Regions from separate parts of the Zea mays genome. Here region 1 is linked to region 2. A link is a contact called in public Hi-C data. All regions are on one chromosome and are shown on one strand. Each heading gives the region's core, a stretch centred on a gene start, on an enhancer-like site or on the middle of the called end of the contact. The rest is flanking DNA. Distances are from core to core; before and after follow the strand shown.

The links. Hi-C and Micro-C count contacts between places; a contact is called where the count stands out from the background.
Region 1: a Hi-C map of leaf shows a contact between it and region 2, with 8 times the contacts expected there. The contact joins the promoter of LOC100277194 here to the promoter of LOC109941983 in region 2. A contact is called at or near these places in 3 of 25 Hi-C or Micro-C datasets (leaf and tassel).

What each region holds. Positions count from the first base shown.
Region 1 is chr8:17,928,592-17,934,260 of Zm-B73-REFERENCE-NAM-5.0, forward strand. It overlaps LOC100277194 (DUF4050 family protein), which reads right to left and starts at 2,076. Exons shown (of 5, transcript NR_176298.1): 1 at 1,798-2,076; 2 at 967-1,189; 3 at 160-250.
Region 2 is chr8:18,164,224-18,169,968 of Zm-B73-REFERENCE-NAM-5.0, forward strand. LOC109941983 (ABC transporter C family member 3) reads left to right here and starts at 2,441. Exons shown (of 10, transcript XM_020543288.2): 1 at 2,441-5,034; 2 at 5,126-5,212; 3 at 5,294-5,745. The coding sequence starts at 2,608.

The DNA.
Region 1 (5,669 bases), core at 826-3,325, 240 kb before region 2:
GGTGATCCCAGCATAACCCTTTGCTTTTAATATGAAGAAGGGCCAAAGTGCATTTGGTAAAATAAATGTACTTTATAGAATACATACTTGTCTGACAGAAACGTGATATGGGTAAAGGTAAACTTTTTGGGTTCTGGTTGTCATTTCATTCACTCATACCTCAATACTGGTTCACGAACCTGCTTCACCTTCAGCCGCAGACTTCTAGTTTCAGTCCACTCCTGCCTTGTATGTTCCCACAGAACAAGTCCTGCAACAATATTTTGAACTTCAGACAATCTTACTAAGGTTGTTCACAATAGGTATACCAATGTGCCGATTTCACATGTTATCTAACACAAACATCAGCATATCCATCCGGCAATAGTTTCCATACTCAAAAGTCAAAACTTCTTCACCCATTCTTTAGATAAACAAAAATGATTAGAAGATGTGATGTTCACCGAAGAACATGGGCACCTTAGCTGGCTGAAGGTGCCAAACTCTGGTGGATAGAGAGGTCAAGTAGCCTCCCCACCACCAGGGCACTGCCTTTTCTGCCTACTCAAGTTCCTTACATGCCAATCTAGTAGCCAAATGTACCAGATGTTATGAGATGACAGAACAAAACTGTGGTTTCAAATCTTCGAAATAAATTTCTGATTAAAACCATGGAAAACTAAGACATGATATTATAGTACACCAAATGTAAGTCTTGGTACCAAGTACCAACAATAGTTAGATCATGACACAATTCAAATAAATATTGAGATTTATGCCAAGCAATAATACTTTTAAGATCAACATATCAAGTGGAGATAAACTTCTCATTACAACCACGGAAAAACTAAGACTGACATTCTTTTCCTCAGCTCAGAGAAGCTAGGACAAAATCAAGGTTAAGGTTGTAGTAAATGAGACAATATGTCGATCCAGTGAAAACACCCTAGTTTAGCAGACCTTAAAAAACGATTCAGAGTGACCTACCATTATTACCAAGTCCAGGAAGGTTATGACTGCTACCAGTTCCAGAGGCCAAGTTAGATGTATTGACTGAAGTAACACCACTGAGATCTGCTGGTTCAACCTCGATGGTGGTTGTGCTCCAAAATGGCTCTCCAATGGTAATTTGGTCCTGGGTGATCAAGTTTCTGGACAGTTCACCCAGTTGCTTTACAGTCTTATCGCAGCAACCAAAACAGCCTCTGCTCTGTTCGGAAGGAGTTTGATCATGTAGACAATTAGCATAAGTAGATAAAAAAAACAAGTAAAGGTACCCGAATATGAAACTGAAACAGATGGCAGACATGCCACAATCTAGAGGCAGACAAGGTCACCTCCGACTTTCGGCAGTGGGTGAAACACCCAGAGCACGGCGACATCCTAACATCTATTCCCACATAAAGTAGGCACACCTAGGCTGAAGGCTGCAAAACTGCAGACATCTGATCAGTAGTCGCTAAATCTGGTAACGCCACTACCTTGCGCGCGCTTCGTCTTGAAAAACGATGTGAATTGAGTTCCAGCATCTAATAAGTCGAACTCGTATACAGATGCCCGGAACGCCCTGCCGCTCGCAACGGCGCGATTCCATATTTCCATCTATGTCGCACTCTACTCTACAGCGTATATGTCAATCTCCCAGAATCCACAACCGCGCACCCGGCATAAGCAGCTGGCTTCACCCGCGGTCGCGGCAGTTCAACCCCTCCTACGGTTGGTTCTGTCACAGGCGGCGCAGGTCGCACTCGATTGACCAGATGTGGGAAGCTAGCGAGGGAGGAAGAGGGGAGAGGAACATGAGCGAAGCGGACCCACCCGGAGCAGAGGAAGAGGCAGGCGGAGGAGAGGAGCCGCGGGATGGCGCCCCAGTCCCAGCCCTCGCCCAGGTCGACGTCCCCGTCACCGACCCTCGACGCCGATCCGCCGCCGGCGCCACGGTCGCGCGTGGTCGTCATGCCGCACACAACCTACCCCACTCGGTCACTCGCCGGATTGATTGACTCGGTCGGTGCAGTTGGTTCCGTTGTTCGGGACGCGCCTTGCCTCGCCTCGCCTGGGTGCGGCGGCCAGCGGGGGTGGGTAGGCACCGACCCGATCGGACTGGGGCCCGAGAGCGAGAGCGAGCGGGTCGCGTCGTGATCTTTTCTTTTGGTGGGCCTGCAGTGGGGGCCTGGGGGGATAAGGTAGAGTAAAGGAGAGGAGCGGAGAGAATCGGAAAATCTGCGGTCATCTTCTCACAGCGCGTCGTGACGTGGCCTGGCTCTTGGACGTCCACCACGGTCTCTCGCGGACGCTTCATGTGGTGGGCTCAGGCTGTCTCTATTCTTGTTAGTTGTGTGCGCGTTAGTTACCTCTAGTTTCATCTTAATCCCCTCCTACCCCTTTATAATCAAATAAAAAGTTCTTAAAGCTAATTTGAAAACATAAATCCGCTCTAATATTTCCATTGATTGATGAGTGCGAAAATAAGCTAATTTTCTACTCAATATCCAAGAACCTCGAAGATGATTTAAGTTTCCAAACTAATCTTTAGGTAAAGGTGAAACAAAAGAAAAAATATAGGAAAGAGGAGGACTTAATGATTATTCGTTCGTCGGAACCAGAAGTTAAAATTGCTGTGGATAGGGATCCTATAAAAACATCTTTTGAGGAATAGGCCAGACCCGGACATTTCTCAAGAACAATAGCTAAGGGCCCCGATACTACCACTTGGATCTGGAATCCAAAAGCTAAAGAGAAGGTCAGATCCAAGGACATGGATTTGTAGAACGGCTTCCAATAACCGATCATCTAGATGAGATTAGACCTGAGTGAGCAGACTTCTCTGTATATGAGTCGCCTTCCGAGATGGTATTGCCTTGACTCATTCCTTGAATTGACAAGAGAAGTATTTCTAGCCTCTAGTGGCACATGTTCCTTCCTCACGGATATGAGAGACGGTAAGTGCAACTCGAAAGTGTGCTAGCTGTTGTGCTAATTCTTGCTGAGTAGCTGGTTGAAGCCCAGAAGTGGAGGCGAGCCCAGTTCAATCGTGAAGTTCCTCCTTTCGTGGCTTGTCGGCATCATAAGTAAATGAGAGATGATTTCCGAGTGACTGGTGGAAAGGGAAGAACCCCTTTGGTTTGTAAGAAAGCTCTATAGGAAAAACATAGGAGACTCACCCTTTTGTGGCTAGTTTGACAATTTAAATTTCCTCCGATATTCTTAGGATTGAATGGAAAATTAGTTTATATTTCTCTCAATCCACGAGAATCCTAGAGGGATTTAAGTTTCCAAACCAATCCTTGGAGCGAAGGTGAACAGAGAAAAAATATAGTAACGTCGTTTGGTTTGTAGAAAAAGGTCCCTAGGAAAAACATAGGGAAAGTTCATACTTGGCTACACCCTTAGTTCTAAAATGTTTTAGTTTTGGATACAAGAATTTTAAATAAGTACAACGTATGGTGTACATAAAATAAGAAAGAGAAAAAACAGAGATAGAGATGTATTGTGTATCAAAAAAATCAATGTATTGAGAAGTGGTAATAACAACTATTATAGGTCAAAATTTGAATCATCTGACGTCAACTATTTTAGATCGGAGATATAAAAAACACGAGAAACTTTCTATCCATTCCGACCTTAACTTTTACTGAATGGGGATGAGAGGATGAGTTAGGTTCCCAAATGATAGATTGGCAGGTGGGACCTAGGTTCCTTGATCCTTGAAATGATTTGCCAATGACCTCACTCGCATCTAGAAACCTGTTTTTTGTAGCCCATTCAAACAACAATGTTATAAAATAGTATTGTTTAGATCCCAATTATATGTGATCTTCTATGCATACACATGATTGGTGGTACTTTTCAAGGGTAAGAGATAGTCTTGATTTGGTTTAGATAAAGCTAGAAAGATGTAACAACTAAATCAAGTCTTATTTATAAACTTATAAATCAATGCAACGATGATTGTTGTCTTATATAAATATGTAAACACCAACTCAAAGAGCTCACGACGTTTCAATCCATCTACCCTATGATTTTTTCATGGTATTTAGAACCAACGCATAACCCATCCACCTCTCCTATGGTGAGTCCCTCTACGTTCATCACCAATTCTCGCACTGGTCAGATTATTTCCAAGAATCACAACAAAATCAACCATGCTCTATAGAAATACAAGTGCTTGCGGTCATTCGAGGAGTTAGGCTAGAAAGCTACTTCACCGATAAAGCAATAGCTCTGGTGCACATCATCAAGGGCAAAGAAGATAACGACAATGAGACAGAAGTTCCTAATCCAACCTTTTAGGCATGGTCTATAATAGACAAACAGGTCCTCGAGTCCCGCTTTCATCTATGACCAATGACGTCCTCTCCCAAGTCACAGTGTGTTGAACTACCGTATAAACTTGGAAGGTTGTCGAAGGGAACACCTCGGCAACAAGAGTGTGTTCTATCAATTCAAGGATTGCCCTCGCTACTATCAAGAAAGGTTGCCTCTATCACATCAAACACGTCAATAAGATAAGATGTGCTCCTTGTGCGACAAGCTGGCATCCGTCGGCAAGCCGGTCGATGATGATGAACTGGTCTCCTACGTCCTCTACACAATGGAACTGATGCTCCGGCTCTACTGTTGGCCGGTCGTCGAGCCACATTTGACGTGAGTAACCCTAACCCTAACTTTCGAATGTCGTATTGTTAAGTCTCGATTTGTTCCGTTGATTGATTTTTAAGTCACAACTCTTGATTTTTGCTCTGTTTATTCTCTTTTAACCCTAACCCTAAATTTGATGATAAGTTTGGTGCAGTTAGACAACAAGTGTCTCCTCCCACATTTGTTACAGGCACGAGGAAATAATCTGGGATTGATCTATGGATATGATCATGTTTATGAGTTTGTATGTCTTGGTACTCCTAACATATGCACTAAAGCATCGGCATCTGCTTTGCTTCAACAGGTTGCACTCTTTTTCTTTCTCTGTTTTCTCATGAGGTCTAAGTTTTACATAGAAAGTTTTTTTAATGAGATCACCATTGCATGAAACACTCTATCCTTTATTTAAGTGTTTTGTGATATGTGTTATGGCTTGTGGATGTGATCTATGATGTGAACATTTTAGTGATGGACGTTCTGGGCTATCTTATTACCAAGGCTGAGAATGAAGGGTTGCTTCGGCCCATTGCTACGAGGGCTCTCCAACACATATTCTCTATATATGATGATGTGGTTATATTTATCCAACCAACAGTCGGGGATATAAGTATTGTGTTGGACATTTTCATATTCTTGGGGAGGCTTCTGGGTTCGACCAACATCTAGAAAAACAATATATACCCAATTAGATGCGGGGAACAAGACCCGGCCTTGCTACAAAACTCTGTCTTGTGAGATCTTGCAATTTCCCTGCAAATACTTGGGTCTACCTCTTTCCGTAAAGAAACTTACCAAGGACCAAGTACAACCGATTATTGATAAAATTGCCAACCAACTGTCGAGGTGGAAAGCCGATTTGATGACTAAGGCTGGACAAAAGGTACATGTGTAGTTTGTCCTCATAGGGATGGTCACATATCTCGCAATGGTTGTGGATTTGCCACCTTGAGCTATCAAAGCTATTGACAAGATCCGACAGGGCTTTCTTTGGCAAGGGCGCAAAGAAGCGAGGGGAGTACACTATCTAGTCGCTTGGGGAAAAGTTTATC
Region 2 (5,745 bases), core at 1,191-3,690:
AAACCATATGACTTACTATATTCTAATTATTTATCTATTCGAATTCCCTTTAGTTTCGACGGAGGGCTCTCATTCGTTAATACTAGCAGCTAATGAACAGTTGGTCGTGCCAGACTTTTTTCCCCCGAATTCACGAGTGCCCCTTCACCATCGCGGCTTTCGGCAGCCACAGCCCAGCACCGGATCCAGAAAGAAATAGCAGCATGTGCCTGTAGCCCTCCCTATACGTCCTCGAAAACTAGCAAGAGAAATAAAATGCTGACTTGGTTGCCACTACCACTCAAAGCTAGCCATAGATGCAAAGCTATATGTAGCGATCGTTGATCATTCTGAATCTAACTTTGCTATTGCCGCCTCCTTTTTTTTCCTTCTTCTTCTTATAAATTTCACGTCAGTTTCGCCAGCCACTGGTTTACCTTTTGAGTTTTGAGGTGTGCAGTGCATCGTTTCCCCCCATTTGATCCCGCTGTGTTTCTGTTTGCACAGTTTTTTTTTTATCGTCATCGAAGTTTTCAAACTCCCGTATACGTGTATGTTGGCATCTACTTGTTTGGATCGACTGTTCTCTCGGCGAGTTGCGCTCCGCAAGGGCAAGGCAATAGCCCTTATGCTATCTCCAACGATCTTCCCTCCCAAATCCCGCGCTCCGCAGGGCAAACAGCCCTTAAGCTATCTCTAACCATTATTCCTCCCAAATCTTCTCATTTGTAATTTCTATTCATATTTAAATACCTCCCACTCAATTATTACTCCTCCTATTGTACCTTCTCTCCAACCATCCCCTATTCAGCTCTCTTATACTCTTTAACTGGGCTATTTGACTTTAAACATCGGTTTTTTTGAGTTTTAAAAAATTACTATCATATTCGTAGTTTCGTAATACACATTGTTATCTGCTAATTAAGCTCTAAAATGATTAATTTCGCAATTATTTATCACCGATTGGTGGAGAGGGAGACATAGTGTGTTTGGTTTGATGTCAAAGTAGGATAAGTCGGGGTGTGATATCGGGCCTGTTTGGTTCAGCTTTTTTCTGACCAGCTTTTCTGAGAATCTGGCTGTGGAGAGAATCTAGCTGTGGGAAGAATCTGAGTATTGTGTGGATTACGTGCGGAGGAAGATGAAGTGGTCCAAAGAGTTCAGGATCTAGAAAGCAACAGATTCCTACTATCATGACGATTCGACCGATTTTGTGTTCATATTGATTTTGAACGGTTTTTACCAAAACGATTTTTATAGAAGCTGGCTGAAAAGCTGGGACGTTTGGCGATCTGCAGCAGCTTTTGGTGGCAAGAAGCTGGAAAAAGCCCAAACAAACAGGGGCATCATCCTCTCAATTTTTTGGAATCACGTTGTCACAAAAAATTACTCCGGTGTTTACCCGACTCTCATCAAAACACTATAGAAAATGTGGTTAGCCTCATTCCATCCCTGCTTGTACATTCAAACAACACACACTAGAGCTCCGCTTCTCCAAGGGGGAATTCTCCCGAGGGGGGCACCGTTGGAGCTGGCCAGCCGGGGCACCTCAGAGCCGACAGGGGGAAGGGAGCGTTGTTGGAGTCCACCGTATTGTTTTAGTTTCTGACCATCAGAAACTGCTGCAGACTGTCAAATACTCAACTTTTTGTATGCTTCTATAGAAAACACTGTAGTTAAAACTGTTAAAAATCAACGTGAACACAAAATCGGTCGCGTCGTTGCGATAGTAAGAAACCATCACTTTTGTAGATCGTAAACCCTATTGATTATTTTATCTTTCTCCGCACGTAATCTCCATTATACTTAAGTTATCTTCATAACCAGGCTCTTTCCACAAACAGATTCTCAGAAAATAAAAGTGAACAAACATGCCCAACATATCAAGCGTAAAACTATCTACAGTTCTAACATTCTAAAATTAACTCATGTTCATTCGAATTCTTAATCTAGTGCAGTCTCACCAACCAAATCTGCAGGCTGTCAAGGGTTCTTTATAAAATGTTTAAGTCAGTAGACTATAATGGTTCTAAACACGACGTAATGTGCATACGTTAATTTAGTAGGTTAGCGCTGCAAGTAGTTTTCCCGTAGGCAATGCCTGCAGTTGATCCCGTCCCGTCAACTGCCCTCTCGGCCATGGCGCTACCTTCCGCGGAGAAGCGCGCAGAAGATCTCTCTGGCCGGGAGCCGTGCAGCAACAAATCCAAAAGCCCTCCGTTCCTCGTAAACAAAACGCACGCATCGGCGTAATTAACGATTCTTACCGCACTCTGTTAACAGCTAGCAGCGCACAACCGCGCCACGTCGTGACGCCGTAGGAGGTTTACTGCCCAGTGCCCACAGCCGATGCGGTCAGGCACGCGGCGCCGTTCGGTTTTTTCGCGCGGGGTGCCGGCCTGCGGGGTTGGGGTGTGCGACGGGGACTGGGGAGACGGAGGGGGACGGTTCCTTGGACTCCAAGGAGCCCAGAGGCGCGCGCGGCAGCCGTCTTTGACCGCCACCGCGGGGCGTCGCCGTGAGGAGGGTTTGGGGCCGCTGACGCCCGCGGCCCGCGGCGACGTCTCGCCTATATAAACCCATACTCGCCCGTCCCTCCTCACTCACCCAAGCCACACCCGACGCCAGATGCCCGCGTCCACGGCCGCGCCGCCTCACGCGGCGCTCGCGATGGCGGCGACACCGGCGCGCGAGGGCCCCCTCCTCTACTCTCTCTTCCCCCTGGAGCCGCTCATCCTCCACGGCGTGGGCGCCGCGGTCCACGTCCTCCTCGCGCTCGCCGTCGCGGGGCGGTTCCTGTTTCACCGCTGCGGCCTCTCCGGCGCCGGCCGCGCCAAGGACGGGGAGGCGCGCGGATGCGGCCCCCGCGGCGGGGGCCAGTTCCGGTGCCGCGTCGTCGCGGTCTGCGCCACGTGGGCCGTGGCGGCGGCCGAGGTCCTGCTCGCGGCCTACTCGTGCTACCTGGGCAGCAGCGCCGGGTGGTCGCGTGAAACGGCGGTGGGCCTCGCGGACGCGGCCGCGCGCGCGGTGGCGTGGCTGCTGCTCGCTGCGTACCTGCAGTTCGACTTCGGGCAGCGGCGCGAGGGGCGGTTCCCGGCGCCTCTCAGGCTCTGGTGGGCGTTCTTCCTCCTGCTCTCCCTCCTGGCGGTGGCCGACCACGTGGCGACCAGGCTCGACGGGCTCCTGGTACCGGCGCTCTCGTGGGCGTTCGACGCCGTCTCGGTTGCTGCTGCCGTGGTTCTGCTCTGCGCTGGGCTCGTAGGCCGGAGGGAGGGAGGCGGCTCTGCGGCCGAGGAGCCTCTGCTCAACGGCACGCATGAGTCTGCCGACGGTAGCGGCCGCGGCGACGCCGAGGCGTCCAGGTTCACCGGCGCCGGCTTTTTCAGCTTGCTCACCTTCTCGTGGATGGGCCCCCTTCTCGCGGTCGGCCACAAGAAGACCCTCGGCCTGGACGACGTCCCGGGGCTCGACCCCGGCGACAGCATCTCCAGCCTGCTCCCGATGTTCAAGGTCAACCTAGAGGCGGTGGCCGGCGACGTCTCCGGCTCTGGCCGGAAGGCCGTCACGGCGTTCAAGCTCACTAAGGCCCTGTTGCGCACCGTGTGGTGGCACGTCGCGGTGACCGCGTTCTACGCGCTGGTCTACAATGTCGCCACCTACGTCGGCCCGTACCTCATCGACTCCCTGGTGCAGTACCTCAACGGCGACGAGAGGTATGCGAGCAAGGGGCAGCTCCTTGTCCTCGCGTTCATTGTCGCCAAGGTGTTCGAGTGCGTGTCGCAGCGCCACTGGTTCTTCCGGCTGCAGCAGGCGGGGATACGCGCGCGTTCCGCGCTTGTTGCCGTCGTGTACCAGAAGGGCATCGCGTTGTCAAGCCAGTCGAGGCAGAGCCGCACGAGCGGCGAGATGATCAACATCATCAGCGTCGACGCCGACCGCGTCGGGATCTTCTCATGGTACATGCACGACCTCTGGCTGGTACCGCTGCAAGTCGGCATGGCGTTGTTCATTCTGTACTCCACCCTCGGGCTTGCTTCGCTCGCCGCACTTGGCGCCACCGTGGTCGTCATGCTTGCCAATGTGCCTCCTGGGCGGATGCAGGAGAAGTTCCAGCAGAAGCTCATGGACTGCAAGGATGTCAGGATGAAGGCAACGTCCGAGATCCTGCGCAACATGCGGATTCTGAAACTGCAGGGGTGGGAGATGAAGTTCTTGTCCAAGATCATTGAGCTGAGGAAGACAGAGACAAATTGGCTAAAGAAATACCTCTACACATCGACTTTGGTTACCTTTGTGTTCTGGGGGGCCCCGACTTTTGTCGCTGTGGTGACCTTTGGGGCGTGCATGCTCATGGGGATTCCATTGGAGTCAGGGAAAGTTCTTTCTGCACTGGCCACGTTCCGTGTGCTGCAGGAGCCAATATACAACCTTCCTGACACAATCTCAATGGTGATCCAGACCAAGGTGTCTCTTGACAGGATAGCATCGTTCCTATGTCTCGAGGAATTGCCGACTGATGCTGTTCAAAGGTTGCCAAATGACAGTTCAGATGTTGCAATTGCAGTCAGCAACGGATGCTTCTCCTGGGAGGCCTCGCCGGAATTGCCAACGCTGAAGGGCCTGAACTTCCAAGCTCAGCGAGGCATGCGTGTTGCAGTTTGTGGGACAGTGGGCTCTGGTAAATCGAGCTTGCTATCTTGCATTCTTGGTGAGATCCCAAAGTTATCAGGAGAGGTTAAAATTTGCGGGACGACAGCTTATGTGAGCCAGTCAGCATGGATACAGAGTGGTAAAATTCAGGACAACATATTGTTTGGCAAGGAGATGGACAGGGACAAATATGAAAGAGTCCTTGAGTCGTGTTCACTGAAGAAAGACTTGGAGATCTTGCCTTTCGGTGACCAGACTGTCATTGGAGAGCGAGGGATCAACCTAAGTGGCGGGCAGAAGCAAAGGATTCAGATAGCCCGTGCTTTGTACCAAGAAGCAGACATCTATCTGTTCGATGACCCATTCAGTGCTGTTGATGCCCATACTGGATCCCACCTTTTCAAGGTACACGATCTGTTATGCTTAAGCTCAACGTTTTATGTTTAGTAGAAGTTTCAAAGACACTGCTAACTTTGGTGCCTGCTAATTTTTGCAGGAATGCTTGCTTGGGGCTTTGTCTTCAAAAACAGTAGTTTATGTTACTCATCAGATTGAATTTCTACCGGCAGCTGATCTCATTTTGGTGAGAATTTTATTTGAAAACTTCCATACACAATTCATTGCAATAAAACGAATGCCTTTCCTTACTAGGACTGTATTGCAGGTCATGAAAGATGGTAAAATAGCACAGGCAGGAAAATACAATGAAATTCTTGATTCAGGAGACGAGTTCATGGAGTTAGTTGGTGCACACAAGGATGCTCTCGCAGAATTGGACACAATAGGTGCTGCAAACAGAAGCAACGAGGGATCCCCTTCCAGAGGTACAGCAAAACTTACCAGATCTCTATCATCAGCTGAAAAGAAAGATAAACAGGACGAAGGGAACAATCAGAGTGGACAGCTGGTGCAGGAGGAAGAAAGAGAGAAAGGCAAGGTTGGGTTTTGGGTCTACTGGAAATACCTCACCTTAGCTTATAAGGGTGCACTCGTACCGCTAGTGTTGCTTGCACAGCTACTTTTCCAAGTCCTACAAATTGGGAGCAATTACTGGATGGCTTGGGCTGCTCCCGTTTCAAAGGACGTTGAGCCTCCAGTGAGCATGTCAACACTGAT